2 separate regions of the Zea mays genome follow, and region 1 is linked to region 2. A link is a contact called in public Hi-C data. All regions are on one chromosome and are shown on one strand. The core of a region is the stretch at or near the end of the contact, and the rest is flanking DNA. Distances in the headings are between cores, read along the strand shown. Region 1 has its middle 29 kb from the start of LOC100278151. Region 2 has its middle 110 kb from the start of LOC100501819.

Evidence for each region. Hi-C and Micro-C count contacts between places; a contact is called where the count stands out from the background.
Region 1: a contact with region 2 is called in a Hi-C map of leaf, with 6 times the contacts expected there. The contact joins two enhancer-like sites. A contact is called at or near these places in 4 of 25 Hi-C or Micro-C datasets (ear, leaf and tassel).

What each region holds. Positions count from the first base shown.
Region 1 is chr8:3,215,600-3,218,996 of Zm-B73-REFERENCE-NAM-5.0, reverse strand. No RefSeq gene overlaps it. Among protein-coding and RNA genes, the nearest start is that of LOC100278151, 29 kb to the left of the region's middle. Within about 2 kb of position 1,361, at least 6 of the 20 cell types and tissues checked have an H3K27ac peak or open chromatin away from gene starts, as enhancers often do. A contact at or near this core is called in leaf, where this site is marked.
Region 2 is chr8:2,984,578-2,987,983 of Zm-B73-REFERENCE-NAM-5.0, reverse strand. No RefSeq gene overlaps it. Among protein-coding and RNA genes, the nearest start is that of LOC100501819, 110 kb to the left of the region's middle. Within about 2 kb of position 2,098, at least 17 of the 20 cell types and tissues checked have an H3K27ac peak or open chromatin away from gene starts, as enhancers often do. A contact at or near this core is called in leaf, where this site is marked.

The DNA.
Region 1 (3,397 bases), core at 112-2,611, 230 kb before region 2:
CACTGTCACTAAGAAAACCTGTACATTAACAGGTTTTAGATATGGATGTTTCTGTACTGAATTACTTGAATTTTGAAATGACAGCACCCACAGCAAAAGTGCTTTTTGAGGTGCTTTTCTGTTCTACTTCGTTTTAGTAAAATTTATGGTGTTATACTAATCTAACATCCAAGTAACTCTTCTGTTCTGTTCTTTTCGTTTTTGCTTACAATAGTATATTTGCTCGTGCTGCACAAGAGTGTGATGAGGTACTGCTATATAGTCAGCTTCTGTTTACTGGAAGGAATTCCTATTAAGTTACAAAGACAACCATTCACTGACATTTTCTGTCTGTACAGGATCCTGCTTTGCATCTCAGGTTCCTCGCCAATGTACGCTGAGCTATATATCACTACTGGAGTACAATCTACTCTTAGTCTCTTACCCTCCATCACTAATAACTGCATCGGCTATTTTATTGGCAAGATTTATACTACAGCCAGTAAAGTGTCCTTCGGTTCCATCTCTATAGCAGTTGCCTAGTGAAATCTCTTGCGACCTAACTAACACCTTCTCTATAGCAGTTACTTACTGGATTCTTCTTTACGTTGCTCAAATGCCCAGTGCAGAGCACAGCACAACTATGCAGGCGGTTAGTTTATGCAAGTGCTGATGACCCAGGTTATTTCAGGTGATTACAAGAGTGTAGATTCTAGATCAACGTTTGGGCCATGTGATTTTCTTTTCCTGCTTCCAATCTTTCTGTATATAGACCCATGTTTCCAGGCACTACTTGTACGTTAACTGAAGAAATTTCGGACCAGTTTGGTAGAGCATGTGTATATATGAGAAGACAATAGACTAAGTTCATAGTAGGTTGCAATCTCTAGTTCAGTGCATTATGCATGTTAAATCTGGATGATGAAGCCTTATTAATCCCTTTGTGCTCTGATCGAATTTAATTTTTCTAAGGAATGGTACATACCTTTTTTGATCAAAATATTTCAAGCACAGTAAAAACAGGTAGAGATTTAAATCAGTACAAAGCATTGTGTTGGAGCTCTTGACTCATTAGCATGCAAACCGCCGTGTCATCTCAGAGTTTCTTTCTAGAATTTCATTTGCAAAATTCCAGTGGTTGGTTCTTCAACTACTGGTGGCTTGGACACATAAAGTTGTTGTCCTGTCCTCGCCGACGACGACTCGCCTGTTCTATATGGCTTTAATCTAATTGTTCAGACTGCTGCAGCTATAATTTATAAAGACAAAATACTATAGAAAACGTAGAATCGCCGCAGCGAACATGACTGTCTACAATGCAAGTGCCAATATATTATATCAGTATCAGAGTATCATTGTCAGTGTGGAACGCACCATACGCCACATAGTCCAAGAGCGTGCGTCGATGTGCTCGACTTTTTCCAGCCAGTTACGTTGCTGACAAAACCCATCCGTGAGCTATCATTTTATATTTTGGTTCATCAGTGGCGAAGTTCTGCCAACCCAACAGTTTGTTTACTACTCTCTCCGTTTCTTTTTATTTATCGCTGGATAGTGCAATTTTACACTATCCAGCGACAAATAAAAAGAAACGGAGGGAGTACATCGTCGTCGAACGATCGACTTCTGTTCTGGAAACGAAAGTGACAGTGACAGTGACAGGCACTGTGTATCGATTCGATCGTAATGGACTTGTCTTTGAGTTCGCCATGCATGCAGAACTTATCTGTTCTGGAAACGAAAGTGAGACCCCGTAATCAACTCATACTCTGGTGATCTGGTCGGTGTCTAGATGCTATTTGTTGTGACCGACAACCGTTACCATCCATGCATGAAGGCTCAACAAACTAGCTTGGTCTTATCTGTTGATGCTCCTCGCTTTGGAACTAGCTAGCTTAATTATGTAGCCAGTAGATCATTAATTGCACGTAATAACTTTTTTGGTAGCATCTCAAGTTTAATTAAAATTATTTTAAAAATACAAAAATATGACAAATATATATATATATATATATATATACTACAAAATATAATTAATAAAATATTACTAATACTTATTTTATAACTAAATACTGTTATTTTATTATATAAATTTGATCAAACTAAGATACTTTGACCCTACCAGAAAATAAGAATCATCTATATTATTAAAAGGAGGACCGATATAATAATCTGGTCTCCGGAATGAAAAGGGGCCCATTTGCATGTCGTTAGAATCTGATCCTCAATGCATTGCGCGAACTAATAACGACAAGCGTTTGCGTTAACCACGCGCCTAATCGCCACTATAGTATTTTCTAAGCTGGAGCGGCACATTACCTAGAGCCAAGAACATTTAGGGCCGTCCTACATTAATATAAACATGCATATATATTAGGTAGAGGGCACAAATTATTAGTTTATTCAGTGTTTCCACTACTACATTGTTGATCACTTGTTTTTGATATCTTTGGGATATCAAAAAATAAAACAACACAAGTTAAAAAAATTATAGATGTCGACGTTCCGAGACCGGGGGTCCCTGAGCCGACGAGTGAATGTCGTCGCGTGCCCCAGCGTAGATGGGTCGAGCGCAAGGGCGAGCGCGAAGGGGGGAGAGCGAGGCGGCCGGAGACCAACGTGAGAGAGGTGGGAATCCCGCGGCCTTCGTGTTCGTCCCGCGCCCAGGTCGGGTGCGCTTGCAGTAGGGGGTTACAAGCGTCCACGCGGGAGAGGGAGCGAGCGGCTTCAAGCGAGCGCCTGTCTCGCCCTCGTCCCCGCGTGGCCGACCCTCTCTAAGAGGGCCCTGGTCCTTCCTTTTATAGGCGTAAGGAGAGGATCCAGGTGTACAACGGGGGGTATAGCAGAGTGCTACGTGTCTAGCGGAGGAGAGCTAGCGCCCTAAGTACATGCCGTCATGGCAGCAGGAGAGATTTTGGCACCCTGCTGATGTGATGTCGTGGCCATCGGAGGAGTGCTGGAGCCTGACGGAGGGATAGCTGTCGGAGCGGTTGAGTCCTTGCTGACGTCCTCTTGCTTCCGTAAGGGGGCTGAGAGCCGCCGTCGTCACAGAGTATGCGGGGCGCTATCATTGCCTATCTGGCGGAGCGAGCCAGATGGGACACCGGTCTTGTTCCCAGCGGCCCGAGTCGGCCCGGGGTAGGGTGATGATGGCACCTCCCGTTGACGTGGCTGGTCTGCGCCATAGGTTGGGCGATGTGGAAGCTCCTCCGAAGCCGAGGTCGAGTTTGTCTTCCGTGGCCGAGGCCGGGTCCGAGCCCCTGGGTCGGGCGAGGCGGAGATCGTCGGCTGAGGTCGGGGCGTAGTCCGAGCCCTGGGGTCGGGCGGAGCGTAGTTCGTCGTCTTCTGGGGCTGAGCCCGAGTCCGAGCCCTGGGTCGGGCGGAGCGGAGTTCGCCGTCTTCCGGGGCTGAGCCCGAG
Region 2 (3,406 bases), core at 849-3,348:
CTAACAAACGACAGCTAGCGGCTGATCAGCAACGTTGTACCGTGTCCGTGAGTACGTCAACTAATTATCGACATCAAGTCAAGTGAAGTCGAGTGGTTCCATGCATGCGATGCGACCCGCCTGCCACTGCCAGCCATCGGACCAGATCGATCGGATACGGCAGAAATCAAAACAGGCGGATGCTAGCTAGCTGCAAATCCTAGGGACTCCGCTTGTCGGCACCTCGGCTTTTGTGGTTGCGTTGGTCAAATATGTCTGCCCAAACCGTGCCCGTTGCTCCCCGAGCCGCCGTATACTTTTTGTGCTATCTGTGCATCCTCTCCTCATCGTGTGTTGATCCAATAAAAAAGATTACCCCTGTACTTGTTTCCATGCCGCTGGTGCTAGTCATTATCTCTACCCCTTAAATCCACTAGATCAAACTAATCTAAGTCCACCCATAAATCTTCTCACCCACTCATGCCTCTACTAAACCCACCCACCGTTTTTACCCCAGACAAATCCCACTGTCAACAAAACCAACGTTCCAGATTATTTTATTTGCCTACTTTCTCTTACTTAAACACATCCGACTGTCAAAAGACCATATAGTTCTCTCTCAATATTTCTAAAAAACATAGATTAATCTCTCTAATCTAGTGGCTAAACCTCTCTAATATCAAAAAGGGAAATACTTTTATTTATAAATAAGGATGTAAATGGTATGAATATTATCCATCTGTATTCGAATTCGATCCATATAAAAGGTTTGAGATCCGATCTACATCCAAGTCCGAGTATTATTTATATTCGTATCTATATACTCAAAGTTGAAAATTAAGATGTTAATATATATTCAAATCTTATCCGATACAACTTGATAATATTTGTATCCTATTCGAATACCCAAAAAATATAGAAATAAATATGGAACATGTAATATCTATCGGTATCGGATTCAATTACATCTCTATCTAGGAAGTCGAAGACTCATTCGAGGCCGCCACAAACTCTTCAGTAGGGATGGCAACGGGTACATACCTGTCGGGTAGTACCATTCCATACCTGTACCCATCAAAAAAATTATACCCATTAGGTTACCCGTATATGCTCGCGGGTATAAAATCTTTACCCATATCCGTACTCGTGCGGGTAATTTTACCCGTCGGGTAATCTGTACCAGCTAGGAAAGTCTTAAATTCCAATATATTCATCACTCATAATATTAAAATAAACATACAAAAACAAGTTTAACTTCACATATAGCAAATTATATGATTACATAACTTGGTAGCTAGACAAATGATAGCTAGAGATGGGTTCCATTTTAGCTAAGATAGATTCTATTAGATGATTATAGTGCTATTGATGCGGTTATATTTTATCCATTGGTAGACGGGTATGAATAATACCAACCCGTACTTGTACCTGTCTACCCAACAGGTAGAGGTTCTTGCTCATTAACATACTCGTAAGTAGATAAATTATCTCGTACCTACCTTTATATCGGGTAAAAGTTTTTGAATTGCGTTGGGGGAAATCTACCAAAGCTAGGCAGATAGATAGACTCCTTTCCCGCGGCTAAGGGAGAGCAAGAAACTAAATCACATGATTTTTCACCAGCGCCCTTTTTTTTGCGGGTACTAAGAGTCCTCTCACTACCAACCAGCAGACATCATCATCTGGCTGAATCTTGCCGGTATCAACAACGAGAAAGAAGAACCAAATGGAAACAACAACTAACTATGGCTCTTGGCCCAGACAACGTCCTAGGCGTAGGGGAGATCAAAACAAGAAGTCACGCCTAAACGACGACGCCCGTCCTGGGCTGCAGTAAGTAGATCGAGAGGTCGTTCCGCCCCTTGTCCTCGAAGATGGGTAATATGTTCTCATACAATGTTGCTCCAACTTTTTTCTAGAGGGCCTAGCTGGCGAGCGATCCCAGTCCGCGGCAGAGAACACGTCGGGTAATTCGGGTAATTGCCAATCATCTCTTTGTCGTCCTAACACCCAACAGGCTGAGCGCCGTGCCGCTTGAGCGCCTTGGGCCGCTCCCTTCCGCAGACCGCGCGCCACTAGGCCAGCCCAGCCGAGTAGGCCGCCTCCCACCTAGAGGCCGAATAGGCCGAGCGTGCGCCCGTGCTCAAGCGCCCGAGGAGCTCCCACCCAGCCGCCAGTAGCCTTTGCCGGCCTGAGCGCCACTTCTTATGAAGCTCCTACACATGACAGCGCGCCTGAGAAGACCGAGTAGGACTTTGCCCTGATGGGCCGCGCTCATCCAGGCTGAGTGCGGTGGGCCGCTCGCCAGGCCTTACCGTCACGCCACCGCAGTGGGCTGTTGCTAGTGCCCGCAAAGAAGAGATGCGTCTGATCTCTCTTTTTTTCCTTTTTTTTATTTTTCTTTTCCTTTTCTGACTCTGCCATGCAAGCATCCAACTCAACGCTTTCTGGCTCATTGGTATCCTGCGTGAATCGATCTAGACCTTGGGTGCGTTGATAAAGCAACATCTGCATATAGCGAGGCTGAGTCTACACCTACACATGCAATGTAGGCCAAAACATATTCTCCAGCTGCATGTATGGATACGCCACAAAATTCAGTTTCTCGTGGACCACGCTCGCCCGAGCCAGGCGCCACTTGTCTACCTAATCAATCAGCCGATTTATGTTCGTCTTCAATGCATGTAAATGACACGTGCACCGGGGTGAAGTCCAAAACATTCCGCACATTTTCTTGGACCAAATACATCAGTTTCTTCGTGAACTTAGGTCTTGTTTGATACTGCTTATCTTCAAAAAAATCTGATGAAGTTAGTGAAGTAGGTCATTAGAAGCTTTAAAAAATCATGAAGCTGAAGATGGAAATCTTTAGAACACATTTAGATAAGTTATTTTGTTTATTATTTAGATTAAAAATATTTTTTAAAACTATTTCAATTTATATTATAAACTACAGTGTCACATTAAAACTGAACCTAGAACAACACTTACCAAGCATGTTACATCAATATCAAAACACATATTTACACACATACATTACGTTCAAAAATCATGTAAATCACTTTGCCAAACCAATGCCAATATAACTCAATGTTTTGTCACACGTGATTTAACAATCTTCCCTTTGTGAAAGTATTGACAATACCACACAAACATTGAATATTGACATTCCCTTTTAGAAAAAAATGATTAAAATTCAAAAGCAAAGTGAAAAAGAACGACAAAAGATCTAAACCAAAATATTCCCCTAAAAAGAAGATAAATATGCAATATTGTGCCATGTGTTTGTCAAAATCCCCCCTTTAATAGTAATTTCGTCAACAATACACCAGAGATAACTTTGATTCCCTTTGTACACATTTGGATAATGATGAGCATTATAATTAATCCATATTTGTACAGATACTCAACAAAGGCATAGTAAAAT